2 separate regions of the Sus scrofa genome follow, and region 2 is linked to region 1. A link is a contact called in public Hi-C data. All regions are on one chromosome and are shown on one strand. Each heading gives the region's core, a stretch centred on a gene start, on an enhancer-like site or on the middle of the called end of the contact. The rest is flanking DNA. Distances are from core to core; before and after follow the strand shown.

The links. A called contact is a pair of places that touch in the nucleus more often than the background predicts.
Region 2: a Hi-C map of fetal liver shows a contact between it and region 1, with 1.9 times the contacts expected there. The contact joins two enhancer-like sites. A contact is called at or near these places in 2 of 5 promoter capture datasets (fetal liver and liver), 19 of 47 Hi-C or Micro-C datasets (blood, brain, embryonic fibroblasts and 9 more) and 2 of 2 datasets of contacts at active chromatin or transcription factors (alveolar macrophages and skeletal muscle).

Annotation. Positions count from the first base shown.
Region 1 is chrX:35,798,749-35,805,083 of Sscrofa11.1, forward strand. The region is part of intron 1 of BCOR (BCL-6 corepressor); the gene reads right to left. Among named protein-coding and RNA genes, the nearest start is that of BCOR, 89 kb to the right of the region's middle. Within about 2 kb of position 3,808, at least 24 of the 83 cell types and tissues checked have an H3K27ac peak or open chromatin away from gene starts, as enhancers often do. A contact at or near this core is called in fetal liver and skeletal muscle, where this site is marked.
Region 2 is chrX:35,864,692-35,871,026 of Sscrofa11.1, forward strand. The region is part of intron 1 of BCOR (BCL-6 corepressor); the gene reads right to left. Among named protein-coding and RNA genes, the nearest start is that of BCOR, 23 kb to the right of the region's middle. Within about 2 kb of position 3,855, at least 32 of the 83 cell types and tissues checked have an H3K27ac peak or open chromatin away from gene starts, as enhancers often do. A contact at or near this core is called in fetal liver and skeletal muscle, where this site is marked.

The sequences.
Region 1 (6,335 bases), core at 2,558-5,057:
TTAAACTGCACTATGGACTTGAGTTCTGCCTGGCAATCGCTGTGCAGGCCCCGTCTAACTCCATTAAACGGCTTCTGACTCCTCTGAACACACTGTAACAAACAAACCGAGAACAGCGGCAGAGTTTCTTTGTGGCACTGGGAAGGCTGAGGCAGGAGCACAGTGGGGGCCAGGGAGGGGTGACCTTCAGCCAAGTGTGTGGCTTTCATGGAAGCCCAAAGCTCACCACCTGGGAGCCCTTCCTGGGGCTGTTCCAGACACAGGCTGAGTCCGGCACAGGCACTTCCCTACTGGTGTCAAGGAAGGGAGGAGTGAAGAAGTTCCTATTTTAGGACGGGGGTGGGGTGGGGGGGGGAAGTGTCCAGGTGTGCAGGGCATGGGGGCAGATCCTCCTGAGATGCTTTTCCCGGTGTTGTGTGTGGGGGGGGGAACGGACGGACACGACAGACTCCAAGGCTGCCCCCCAGGTTCGGGGTGGGGCTGAAAGAGGTCAGCTAGCTGGGTCCTCCAGTCCAGCATGGGTGCTGAAGCGCGCGGGGCTGGGCGGGGTGTGTGTGTGTGTGTGTGTGTGTGTGTGTGTGTGTGACCCAGGCTGCCCAGGCGCTATTGCTTGGCACACTTCTCCAAGTCTTGGCCATCGCTTCCCCGGGTGTCCCCACCCACGCCCCAAGTTTTGCATTAGTAACAGACAGAGCTGCGGAGCAGGAGTGGAAGGGAGGGTGTGAGAGCAGAGGAAATTCGCGCCGCTGGCCCTGACCTTTCGAGCAACCAGAACCTTCCCAGCCTCCTCCCAGGGCGCCGGGATAGAGCAAGCGAGCCACTCTGGTCGGTTTGGTCGGTTGGTCGGGAGTGAACTTGGCCGGAGGCGGTTGAGTGGGGGAGGGGGCCTCAGACCTGAGCGAGATCGGTTGGCAACAAAGGGATTTCTCTGCCACCACACACACCCGTGCGTCTACCGGCTCTTCCGCGAGGTCCCTGCGTGGGCCGCCCCGCCCCCGCGCGCGCGCGCACGCAGCCCCGCCCCCGCCGCGCGCCCCCGCCACACCTTCCAGGAACTCCAGCTCGCCATCCTCGACCCCGGTTCACCCCTCCCGCGACTCCTCTGGGCTCCCTCTTCCCGGGCGCTCGCCACTGTATCTGACAAAAAGCAACTTTGGGTGGGCGCCGGGAGAACCCAGGACGTGGGGCCAGAGCCCACCAGGGGAATGAGCAGACCCTAGACACCCCTCCCCGCCACCGTCCTGGGCTCCCTTCAGCCCAGCTGGGGTGTTGCTCTCTCCGTGGACGTCTCCCCAGCCACAGATGTAAGCCAAGTGTAGCCAACTGTAAAAGGGGGCTGGAGGCTGGGGGCTTGGGGAGGGGGAGGCACGAGCAAGGATGGACCGGGAGAGCTGCTGCCAAGAGAGGGCGGCCCGCCTGGTACCCCCCCCACCTTCCCACAGGCAGAGCCACGCCTCCCCCCAGGTCAGGGACCAACCTCAGACACTTCCCCTTCTCCCCTGTCGCCATGCCTCGGCTTTTTGTTCCTTTCACTTTCTTTCACGCTTGTGCCACACACAACCACGTGTGTATGCAAGAGGGGGGGCCCCATTTGGAAGCTGGTGTCCCTCAACAGGAGGCACCCCAGGATAGGAAACCTAGGCTGAATGCAATTCATCACCCCACTCTTCGTCTCTTCCCTGCCCTCCCCCGCTTGGGCCTGGTCCCTGCAGGGCTGGGTTCCCACTTGCAGTCTACACAACCTGGGGGCAAAACCAGAATAAACGATCCATATACCACAAACTCTAGAGGGAGGTGTCACTGCGCTGCAGTCTCCACCAGGGCTTTGTAGGAATAAAGAGCACTTGCTGCACGCCCCCCTCCCCCCGCCCCCCACAAGGAACAAGCTATACCATAAGGCTATTAACAGCAACCATCAGTACACACAGGAAGCACAAAGGAAGTTTTTACAAATGAGAGATGCCTAAAACACAGGGTCCTGCAATCTGCTGATTGTGTGCTGCCTGGGAGTCCTGGGAAGGTTGGGGATGAGGGTCAGGGGAGGACAGGGGCTCCCACTTTCTTTACAAGGAACAATAGGAACCCCATGTCTGCTACTCAGCCTTGGAACTGGGAACACCCCAAACAAAGCTGTGAGAAAACTGCGGTAGACATGGGGGCCCGTGAATTTTTGTAGCTGTTCAGAGCTTAATTACTCCTCCTTGATCCGTGGGACTAGACACGACACCGCCAAGGTTAAAATGCCCCGAACAGCGCCGAGCAGATGTGAGCGAGCTGGCAGACGCGCAAATGAGGCCTGCCTCGGAGCACGATAACAAGTGACTAATACATTGCATATCGTTGAAAGAAAATTATTTTTCTCTAATTTGCATTTGCTTGGGAAAAAAAAAAAAAAGCCAACCAGAGTCCCTCCTCACAAGCACAAGTCTAATCCTGGAAATACAGCCCGGCTGCTTTAAGAGAGCTGGAAGGAGGGAAAGACTGCCAGTGTTTTGGCGTTGCAGGCTTGTTTATCTTTCCGCCTTTCCTCCAAGGCGAAACTCGTTTTGCAAGCAACATTCCTACAGAAAATGGCACACGTCATAAAAAGAGACCAATTTATAGAACTGGCACCGAAGTTCATGTATCATTCCAGAAGCATCTCCCAGCTCCCCACTAGGGAACCCAACTAGATGCAGAAGTCCACATTAAAACTCAGAATGGGTAGACCTGGGCAGTTGGGGTGGGAGTGGGGGGGATGGACTCGAATTTGCAGACATCCTGCAGGCTGTACACCCAGGAGCCAAAGTCACATTGAAGGGCAGGATACAGAATGAAGTCAACTCTAAATGATCCTCCAAAGCCCCAGGGTCGGGGCTGGAGGGCTTCAACCTTGAGATGGGGGGGGGGGGGTTGCAGCCAGCTTGCCCCAGGACAGACCAGGGGCTGGCCCATCTCCCTGGCCATCCTGAGCCCGCCTGCTTGGGCCCGCCAGCCATGCATCTCCGGGACCTGCCTAGCAAGGGCTTGCAGCCACCCACCAACTGTTCTCCCTCCCACCCTGGCGCCTCCCCGCAGTGCCTGGCAGAGGACCAGGAACTCAGAGAAGGCCTGTGGCTGTGGGCATCTAGTTGGATTAAGTCACAGAGTGGGTGGCGCTGCGGGCAGACCTCAAGACAGCACCGTTGGTCCTGCAGCTGAAGGTAAGTGAGGCTAGGGCGGGAAGGCAAAGGGAGGTGGGTATGGAAAGCCAGCCCGCGCCCCTCCCCCGCTTCGGGTCCGAACCTACGCCGTCGGGTTTCCAATCCAGGAAGCAGGGCCGCGCGCACAGAACACAGCGGTCGCCTGGCTCTCGAACTTGTCTGAATAACAGGGCCGTTTCAGAGGAAGAACAACGGCCTTCAGAGGCTCTGCAATTTCCAGAAAGCCTTCAGTTAATAATACATTCTTTCCAACGAGCTTGCTTTAGGGCTGAAAGTTATTTGCCCAAATCTTAACAACCCGATCACAAGCCACGGAGGACCCAGGTCCGGAGCTCCCGGCCAAACTCCTCCAGACAGTTGACACTCATGACCCTGTGGGCCTCCGCCTGCCACCTCTGCCTCAGAGTTCCCTAAACCACAACACACCAGCCAGCACCCGCGTCCAGCTGATGCCGGGAGCCATAAAGATGTGTGTCGCGGGGTGGGGGTGCTGCCGAGAGCTGGCGGCCTCGCGGTCGAGGACGCCCCGGCCAGAAAGTGGCGGCCACCTCGGCAGCTCTCCGCGGGCCTGCATAGTGCGCGCTTTGTGTGAGCGCCGAGGAGGCACAGCGCTGCTCGTGCACCAACAGCTGTCACATTATTTGCACTCGCTGTAAACAGCCTTCACATTCCCCCCTTACCACATAGTTAAAGCCAGACTAACAATCCACAGTTAGAGATCAAACCAACAACAGCAGCATTGTGTCTGCCTTCGCTGCCTTCGCACCAAGCCCGGCAGCTGGCAGGTTTCTCCGGAACAAGGGACCCCCCCCTCCTCCCCCCACCCCTCCAGGCTCCAGCCAAGGCTGGCCAAGGCAGCAGTGCGTGTGTCGCTGCTGATTGTTAAAGCAAGAGAACACAGCCATTTCGCGCAGAGGCTTCAGGGCGCTTCGGCAGCTCTCTCCCAGAGTTTCCCCCTCCCCTGGCCGGGTGGGAGCCCCGGGGCCGGCAGCCCCCCTCCCCCATTTCCTCGGCCGGGAAGGCAGGTTGTCCAGGAGCCTCGGGGGGCGCGCGGGGGGGGGGTTTGCTCTGCCTGGCAAAGCCTGGGCCGGCCTGCCCTGGGCTTCCTCCCAGCCCGCTCTGCCAGGTCCCAGGGGCCAGGCAGCTCGTCACTTTCGGCGGCCCCACGCCTCCCGGGTTTCGGAAAATTGTCCGACTCCCAGAATCCTTACTGGTCGCCCCACTGATCAAAATGTCTCCTTTATGATTTTTGGTTAAGTCGAACATTTCCATAATCGTCATTATTAGCGCAAATTACACGCCTAATCGGTCCTTAAATAGATTTTAATTAAATAATCATACAAGGCTCATTTTATGACTTAAGAAAGGCATTACTTTTCGTTATAAACTTTCCACCAGGCTATAGAATAACGCCAGCAGACAAATACTTATTCTTTGAAGAGCACCAAGAACGGATGGGCAGAGCATCGTGAGAGCGGACCCTGCTTCACACCTTCTGGAATCGAAGCGGAGCCTAGACAGGCCACCTCGGCACAACTTGCTCCTGGGAAGGGAGAGGGGCCTTCTTCCTCCAAGGCCCGGCTCTCGTCTTTTCTTGGGGGCCAGGAGAAAGAAACCCCGAATGCTCCTTTTCCTTGCCCGTCTGAAGAGACCTCGCCAGAGACCACTCCTCATCGCCCCCATCTGTTTTCCACCCCTCGGTCGGCCGAGAGCCCTGGTGGAAAGCAGGCAGGCTGTGCTCGTTAAACGCTGTGTAAAATGCTGTTAATAAAATAATAAATACAAAGGATGGAGGCTGCTGGTTCCATGGGTGTTTTGACTGGAAATGCCTTGGCACTTGTCATGTGTTTATGGGAGGGCAGACAACTCTAGGATTTACATAGTTTGGACATTTCTGTACTTCATTTATTCTTTCCTAAATGACGTAGGCCTAGAGCTATTTCAAGTTTGCATTTGTACAGAACTGTTAAATGCCTAAGAGTTTCTCCAATTAAACCAAGTTTTAAATCAGACCCATGGCTGGAACGCACTCTCTGACTCCTCTCACTCCACCCAGCCCTCACTCGGGCCTCTGGGGCTGGAGAAAACAAACAGACCCTTACCGACAATCCCCCGGCTGTGCTCGCCCCACCTTCACCCCCCCACACACACTCCAGGGGCACCTAGGGCAAAGGTTAAGGTGTCTTCAGATTACAGGCAGGGCCCTGGCTACACACACTGGAAATCACTGCAGTTGGGCACATCCTGGCCAGAGTCTAACCTCTAAAATAGTGAGCTAAGACGGGGGGAAACTGCTGGCCTGGTAAAACCCACTGTTCACAAAACAATGTCAGCAAAGGCTGGAAGGCATTCTTTAGAGAGGGACCAGGGATTCATGCCTACTGAAGCTCTTTCAGCACAAAGGCTTTTAGGGGAAGAAGGGAAAAGGGGGGGGGTGGAGGAGAGAAAGGGAGGGCTCCTGTTTCAGAGCCGGCATCCCCAGAGAGTCAAGAACCAAGTGTAGCTTCAATCAAACGCTGACTTCCCCTCTGGGAGTCGAATAGGAAACCTGATCACAGTAGCTTACTACCGGCCTGGATCCATACAGGTCTGGTTTTCTTCTCATGCTAGTAATTTTTTTAAATACGTATCGATATAAAAGAAGCAATCCCTGGCAGACTTTATTGAAAACCACACTGAGACCTCATAACATCCGGACTTAATCCCTATCAAACAAACCACAGCACCTCTGGCCTCTGCAGCAGGCCAGACCCTCTCACCTCTTCCCACCAGGTCTCTCCCCTCCAGCCGCTGCTGTTTCCTCCCCCGAAAGAGCGAGGAGAGGACTTGCCAAAGAGCACCTAGAAACGGGTTCTGGAATCAATTCCTAACCATATAAATGATCCCACTTAGGGGGAGGAAAAAAAAAAAGATCCAAGCCTTTTCATATGGAATCCTTTAAAACCCAGAAGGCAAAGAACTGTAACAAAGGGAAAGAGGAACCCACGGAGGCAGACCCCAGGAGTATCCTCAGGAATCCCCTTGGAGGGGAACTTAACCTGCACGTCGGTCCCCAGACACGAGCCTAAGCAGGTCTGGGGGCGGGGGTCCTCAGAGGGTCTCCGGGGCAGCAGGGAAAGGAGGAGCAACCGAGAGGAACCTGACCAGTCATTC
Region 2 (6,335 bases), core at 2,605-5,104, 66 kb after region 1:
CCCCTGGATAGTAGCTACACTCACCAAAACACGGGGCTTCGGATTCTGGCCCGAAGCCTCCCAGTTCCCATGAGACTCTATCTCCCCTCCCATGCCCCACAGAAACACACCCCCAAAGTGCCGGGGTGAACCCCGAGCTTGAGGCCAGGGTCAGTGGAGGGACGGCCCCCACCACCAACAAGTTGCCCGTAGAGATAACAGCTGTGGGAGGGGGAGGGGAGCCGCAAGCAGCCACGACTGAACGGTCGCGATCTAGAAAATTCAACAAGAGGCCGCCGCGGTGGCGGCGGCGGCGGCGGCTCCAATTAGCTGAGCCAACTGGGAAGGCAGAGAGCGAGGCGGCGGCCCCGCCGATCGTGCCCGGGGCGAGCAGGCGGGCGGGGGCGCGGGGGCCTCGGAGCTGCCCGGGCGGCCCTCGCCCGGCCCCTCCCGCGGGCTCTCGGAGCGCGCCTGGTGTTTACACACTGTCCTTCCGACACGGGATCAAGTTTCAGACCGCGCTGGAGGCGCCGGGGGCCGGCCACAGGCCCAGGAGAGGGGAAGAACTGGAGCGGGATCTAAGGCTGCGCTGCGCGGACAAGGCTTAGCGCGCGTGGGCACAGCTAGTGCAGTGGTCCCCTCGGGGGTGGGGTTGAGGGGAAGCCCATCGGGCAGGGTGGGCAGGGGCAGCTGTCCCGGAGGGAGAAGCATCTCCGAGTTGCAAGAGTGGTGTGCTGTGCTCGCTCCGGCGGGAGAACTTACCCCTGGCGGGGGAAAGGGCTGCCCAGAACCCTGGCGCAAAACCTGCTCTGAGCGCCCCTAGTGAGCTCTTCACTCCCCCCCGCCCCCCCCGCGCCCCGGATCCTTTGATACACCACGGGATTCAGACCATTGTTGGAGAGGAGGGGGTGACGGTCTGTGGGCTAGAAAGAGCAACGAGCGATCGGAGACTTCGAGCTTCCCCGCGCGCCCTGGCCCCGGGGCTGCCGAGGCCTCGGGCCGAGTGCCGGAGGGCTCGCGGCTCCGCGCCTCCTCTGAGCTGGCAGCCCGCGGGTGCCCCACGCTGTCAGGCGGCAGCGGCTGAGCTTCCAGCAGCACGGGCACACTGTAAACAGCTGCGTGCGCGCCCTCCCCGCCCGGGCTGGGAACCTCACCCAAACACCCTGTCGCCTTCTCTCCGGCTCCCGGCAGAGGCTGAGGGGGGTGGGGTGGGGCGGCGCGGGGGGCGAGGCCTTTGAAGCCCAGCCTGGGGAGAGAGGGCCCCCACCCCACGCCCGGGGCCCGGGAGCGAGCGTTCTGAACCTGCAGGGGTGCGGGGTGCTGCGGGGAGGGGAAGGAGTCAGCGCCTGCCCCCTCCCCACTGAATGTCTGCTTTGTTCCGGAAAACAAGGGAAGCATTAGGCTGCTGCCCCCGGGGAAACACAAAACTTCTTTTTGAATCTCGGGAAGGGCGGTTGACTGCGCTACGGGGCTCCTAAGACAGACCGAGGAGGGGAAAAGCTGAGAGGGCGGGCAGAGACAGGGCGACTCCGGAGGGAGGACGACCGACGGAGTTGCGGGGGGGCGGGGGAGCCACTCAGGGTGACCGGGCGGGAGACCCGGGAACCCGACTCGGCGCGAAGGTGCCGCGCGAGTTCCAGCGAGCAGCCGCCCGGCCAAGTGGCGCCGGCCCAGCCCGCGGCCGTGCCAGCTTCCTGCCCTGCCCAGGACCGCGGAGCAGTCGGGGACGCCGCCGCAGGCTGACCCGGAATCGCAGAAGGACAGCGGGGGTGGGGGCGCAAAGCTACAAGTAAACCCCTACTAGAACTTTCTGCACTGCCCCCCCCCCACTAAAGTGAGCCCGGACCCCAGGCCTGTGGGGCGTCGGCTCCGGGCTTTCAGTCTTGGAGGAAAGAGGGGGCAAAGGCCCAGGGAGCTCCCCTGAGCGGAAGATGGGGGGGACAGTCTGAAGTGTCTTTGGTCTCATTTGATGACCGCTAATCCGATCGGCTCCCAGACCCGCTGTGCCTTTGCGAGAGGGCGGGTCACTTCTGCCCTGGCCGGTGCGAGCGGGCGAGGGGACAAGCGAAAGCAGACACAGAGCTCGCTCGCTCTCCAGCTCCCTGTCCTCCCCGGCTACTACCCCTCACTTGGCCCTTCCCCGCACCTAAGGAAGGGGAGGGCACCCAAGCTCTGCCCCACCCTCCTTGGGGCGCTCCCCTCCGCCTCGGAAGCTCAGACCGACAGCGAGGGTTTTCCCCCTTTCCCTTGGGCTCGCTGGGTTTCCAACTTCCTTTAAACCTCCCTCCTCGCTCCGAAAAGCCCCGAGGAGAGGAGCCGAGAGGAAGCACGCCGCTAGTGTGCGAAATGAAGACCATGTGTGAGGACGGCGGCATCAGAGTGCAGCCGCCGCGGGCTGGGGGTGGGGTGGGGTGGCGAAGGCCCCCGCGCGGCCAGAGGCTTGGGGCGGCAGCAGCCAGCGCCTCAGCTCGGCGTTGGGGATGCGGAGACGCAGCGAGAAGCATCGAAGAGGCTGGGCTGGCCTCGTGGCGGGAGGCAGGGAGGGGGGGTGCAGGGGCGCGGAAGGGGGGCTGCCGCGCCATGGGGGGTGGGGGGCGGGGACGCAGCCCCGGCTTCCTGGGCCGCAGCTGCGACCGAGGGCGCAAGAGCAGATCATGCTCGGCGGCGGCGGCGGCGGCGGCGGCGGCGGCGGCGGCTCGGGCCCGCCGCGCTCGCAGCTGAGAATCAACAAAGGGAGGCGGCGGGCGAGCGGGGGAGGGGCGCCTCCGAGCGTTCGCTGGCTGCTGTGGAATAATAAAAAATAATTAATAATGATAATAAGAGAAAAATCCCCGGGCTTTCATGGCTCTGGGTTTCCGTGTGGCTGCAGCGGGAAGCGCGCTGTCCTTGAGGCGGCCTCTCTCGCCTGGTCTGCCCGCCCCTCCCCCTCCCTCGCCCCCTCCCCTCCCCGGGAACCGGGAAGAGAAAGGTCTGCAGCTGACAAATATTATCCATTCTCCCCATCGATCGCGGAGTGTACAGATGTGAGCGCTTGATGTGCCCGCGGAGCGGCGGATCCTCCCTGCTCGCTCGCTCTCGCCCAGGCTCCGCTCGCCGCCCCCCTCCTCCCCCTTTGTTCTCCTCCCCTTTCCCTCTCTTTAAATAGATTTCAGGGCGCTGCCTGTTGGAGAGCAGCTGGCGATCTCTCCCGAGAGAGGGAGCGAGCGCAGCCCGAGGTGCCCTGTCACCAGCCTCCCCTCCCCCACCTCGCTTACCCAGTGCGGGCCCACCCTCCACCTTTCTCCAGTTCCCAAAACAGAAAACACCGGGAACACCCACGTCCACTGCACCGAGAGTCTCTCCGAGCTCTTGGACTCCTCGCGCTGTCCCCTGTGTCCGTGTCTGTGTGCGGGAGAGGGAGGGGGCGCAGGGAGGGGGCTCGGAGACTTGCCGGAAGAGCCGAGGGTCGGGATCTTTCCTCGGCAGCAGCAGGGACGCAGCCCCGGTCACGCTGAGAGGGGACAGTTTACCCATTAGGGAAAGTCGGCGGAGGCGGCCCTTTTATTCCTCTTTTGCAGATGGCAGATTAAGCCAGCAGCGTCCGGTCTCAAAGGGGCCGGCCGCTCGGCTAAGGGTTAACCCGTCGGCCGGTAATCGCGGACACACGCGCGCGCGCGCGCACACACACACACACACACACACACACACACACACACACAGAGTCACACACACGCGCGCGCGGCGCGCCCTCCCCGCCCGCCGGAGCGCCCGCCACAGCCCGCAGTGCGCCCGGGGCTGGAAGGAGGGGGGACTCGGGGGGGAGGGGCGGGGCGGGCTTAACCAGGCCGCTCGACTGAGCCGAGGCCACCTCGCCGTCTGTCACTTAAATGATTGTCCTCCGCTCCGCTCGGTGCGGTCAGTACGGGCTGTTAACAGGCAGTTGCAATCAGTTTCCGAAAGGTCAGCCAAGGTCCTCCGGCTCTCGCAGACGGAAGGCATTACGAAACCGCTTTTGTATCTGCAGGCACTTTAGAAAAAGAGGCGAGGAGGGGCGCACCGCAGCGCGGCGATGCTGCGAGCCCCGGGAGAGGGGCGGGGGCCGTGGGGCGGGGGAGCTCGGCCCGCCCCCCACCATGGCCTGGACCGGGCGGCGGGGAAACCACACGGGGAGTGACCCAGACCCTCTTGGTTACGATGGGGAAGCCGGAAGGAAGAGGGGGGGCAGGCGGCAAGAGAAGGAGGAATGGGAGGAAGTGGGAGAGGCGTCCTGGCCCCCCTCCTCGCCCGGCCTTCGGCCCACACCAGGACCCGGACGGGGGCTGGCGGCCCTGGGTGCTGGAAGACCCCACTCGGACTCTCAGGTCCTCCTGTCTCTGGAAAGTGGGGCGGGGAGGGAATGAGAGACCCTCGCAGAGCAAGCAAGTCCCCGCGCGGTGTCTGAAGACGCTGCTGCTGCCGCCGCTAGAAGTCGTCCATCAGCAACCAGTCCAACCTGCCAGTGATAATGTGCGATCAACACCAAATCACCCCCGCCAGGCGCGATCCATCATCGCTGCGCGCCGCGGGGCCGCGTGAGGCTCACTCGGGGCTTGGGCGGGGGGGCGGGGGTGCGGAACAGAAGGCTGTCGCCCTGCGCACTTGGGCTCTCGGCGCACCTAGCTGCCCCTCCCGGAGGTCTGCACCCGGCGTTCATAACTCTCCAAGTTCCCCAGCCGCAAAGCACAGACACGGTGGCTCCGAGTTCCTCGCGCAGGTCACTTAGGAGCCAGCACGCCCTACTATCCCGGTCACACCCTACAAAGCCGTCCCTTCCTCGGATCTGCCCTGCCCGTCCCCTCCCCCTCCTTCGAGAAAGCCTGGCTGGCGGGAAATTAATATTTAATATCGTGAAATTGATTAAAGGGCTGGAAGCCGGCAATGGGGTGGGGGGAAGGGTAGGGGCGTAATTAAAGATCTGAGAGTCGTGGCCGCTCCTCGTGTGCTGCAGCCGCACAGGGCCTTTGTGAGGCCGTGGCGGAGCTGCGCTGGGCTGAGCCCAGCAGTCTCGGGGCGGTGGCCGGTGCTGCCCAGGATCCCGCCGGCGCCCGAGGGCGGAGGGCAGAGGCCGCTCTGCCGGGCGGGCTGTCCCGGAGGTAGCGAGTTAACCTTAGCGCACCTGAGGCTGCGCAGAGAGCCGCCTTCCCTTGCCTGCCAGTATCATAGGCTCATCTCGGCCGCAGGAGACTGAGGGTCGGGTGCTGCAGCTTTTCACTGCTAGTTCAGTGCAGAAGCTCCTTACTCGCCTAGGGGCTCTGGAAGGTGCATCCCCCTTGCAACTCCAAGGTCCCCAGCGCAGCCTCGCCCGGGCCCCATCGCAAGCCTCTCATGCATCCCTTCGAGAGAAGGGGAGTCAGGCAGGCTCCTCCAGTTCTGTAATTGGGGGATCCGCAGGCCGAGGCTGCTCAGAGCTCCCGTTGGTTCTCTCTCGTCCAGGCCCCACCCCGGGCTGCTCACACTTGGGGCAGCTTAACTCGTTCAGCTGCACTGCAGATGGGGCCTGCCGCTCGAGGCGGCGGTCTCCAGGGAGTCGTCACCGAACCAGCTCGGCCGGCCGCCTGTCGCACCATTTATGGTTACTGCGCCTCCCGGAAAGGGCACGGGGGGCTGGACAGGGCTGCGGGTGGGTGCGCCCAGGCCACTCAAGCTGGCGCTACTAGAGGAATTCGGATAGCAGTAACCCGTTGGCGCGGCTACCGTTCAGAAATCAGATAGTTGGCTCCTCGGCAGGATGACCCCCAGCTTGTGCAGGCCTGACTCCAAAGGACCGCTTTGAAGTTTTGCTCGTATACAATTTTTTTTTTTTTTTTTGTGAAGCCATTTGTCTGAAAAGTACCAACAAGTGTGCCGAGGGGAGGAAAAAAACCACACACAAACACAACAAGCGGCATCCTTGGCCCTAATCAGTTAGGGGAGGGCAGGAGGCCCCACCAGGCACCAGGCCCTCTAGAAGGAAGGTCAGGACCAGGGAGGATTAGGCCCAGTCTTGGGTTTATTGCTGTACTTGAACAAAGCACCGGGGGCTGCCTAAACTGAGGCAAGAGAGAGGTAATTAATAGAGGAGCTGAAGAAGCAAAGAAAGGCTGGTGTGGCTGCTGCCTGGGTGGGTGGAGAAGCAGAAGTGCTTCTCCATGAGAATAACAAGCTGGTGCAAACGTTATGCAGAATGACTTTATTTCACCAAAACAAAACCAAAAAGTTCACATTCAGCTTCTCACGCTGAGCTGATAAGCCACATGCAAACTTTGGATGGAACCTTGAACCAGTGGGAGGTGTCAGCCCGCAGTTTACACAGGGCAATGGGAAGCTTTTCCGAGTACTTCTCCCATTCCTACCTTTGT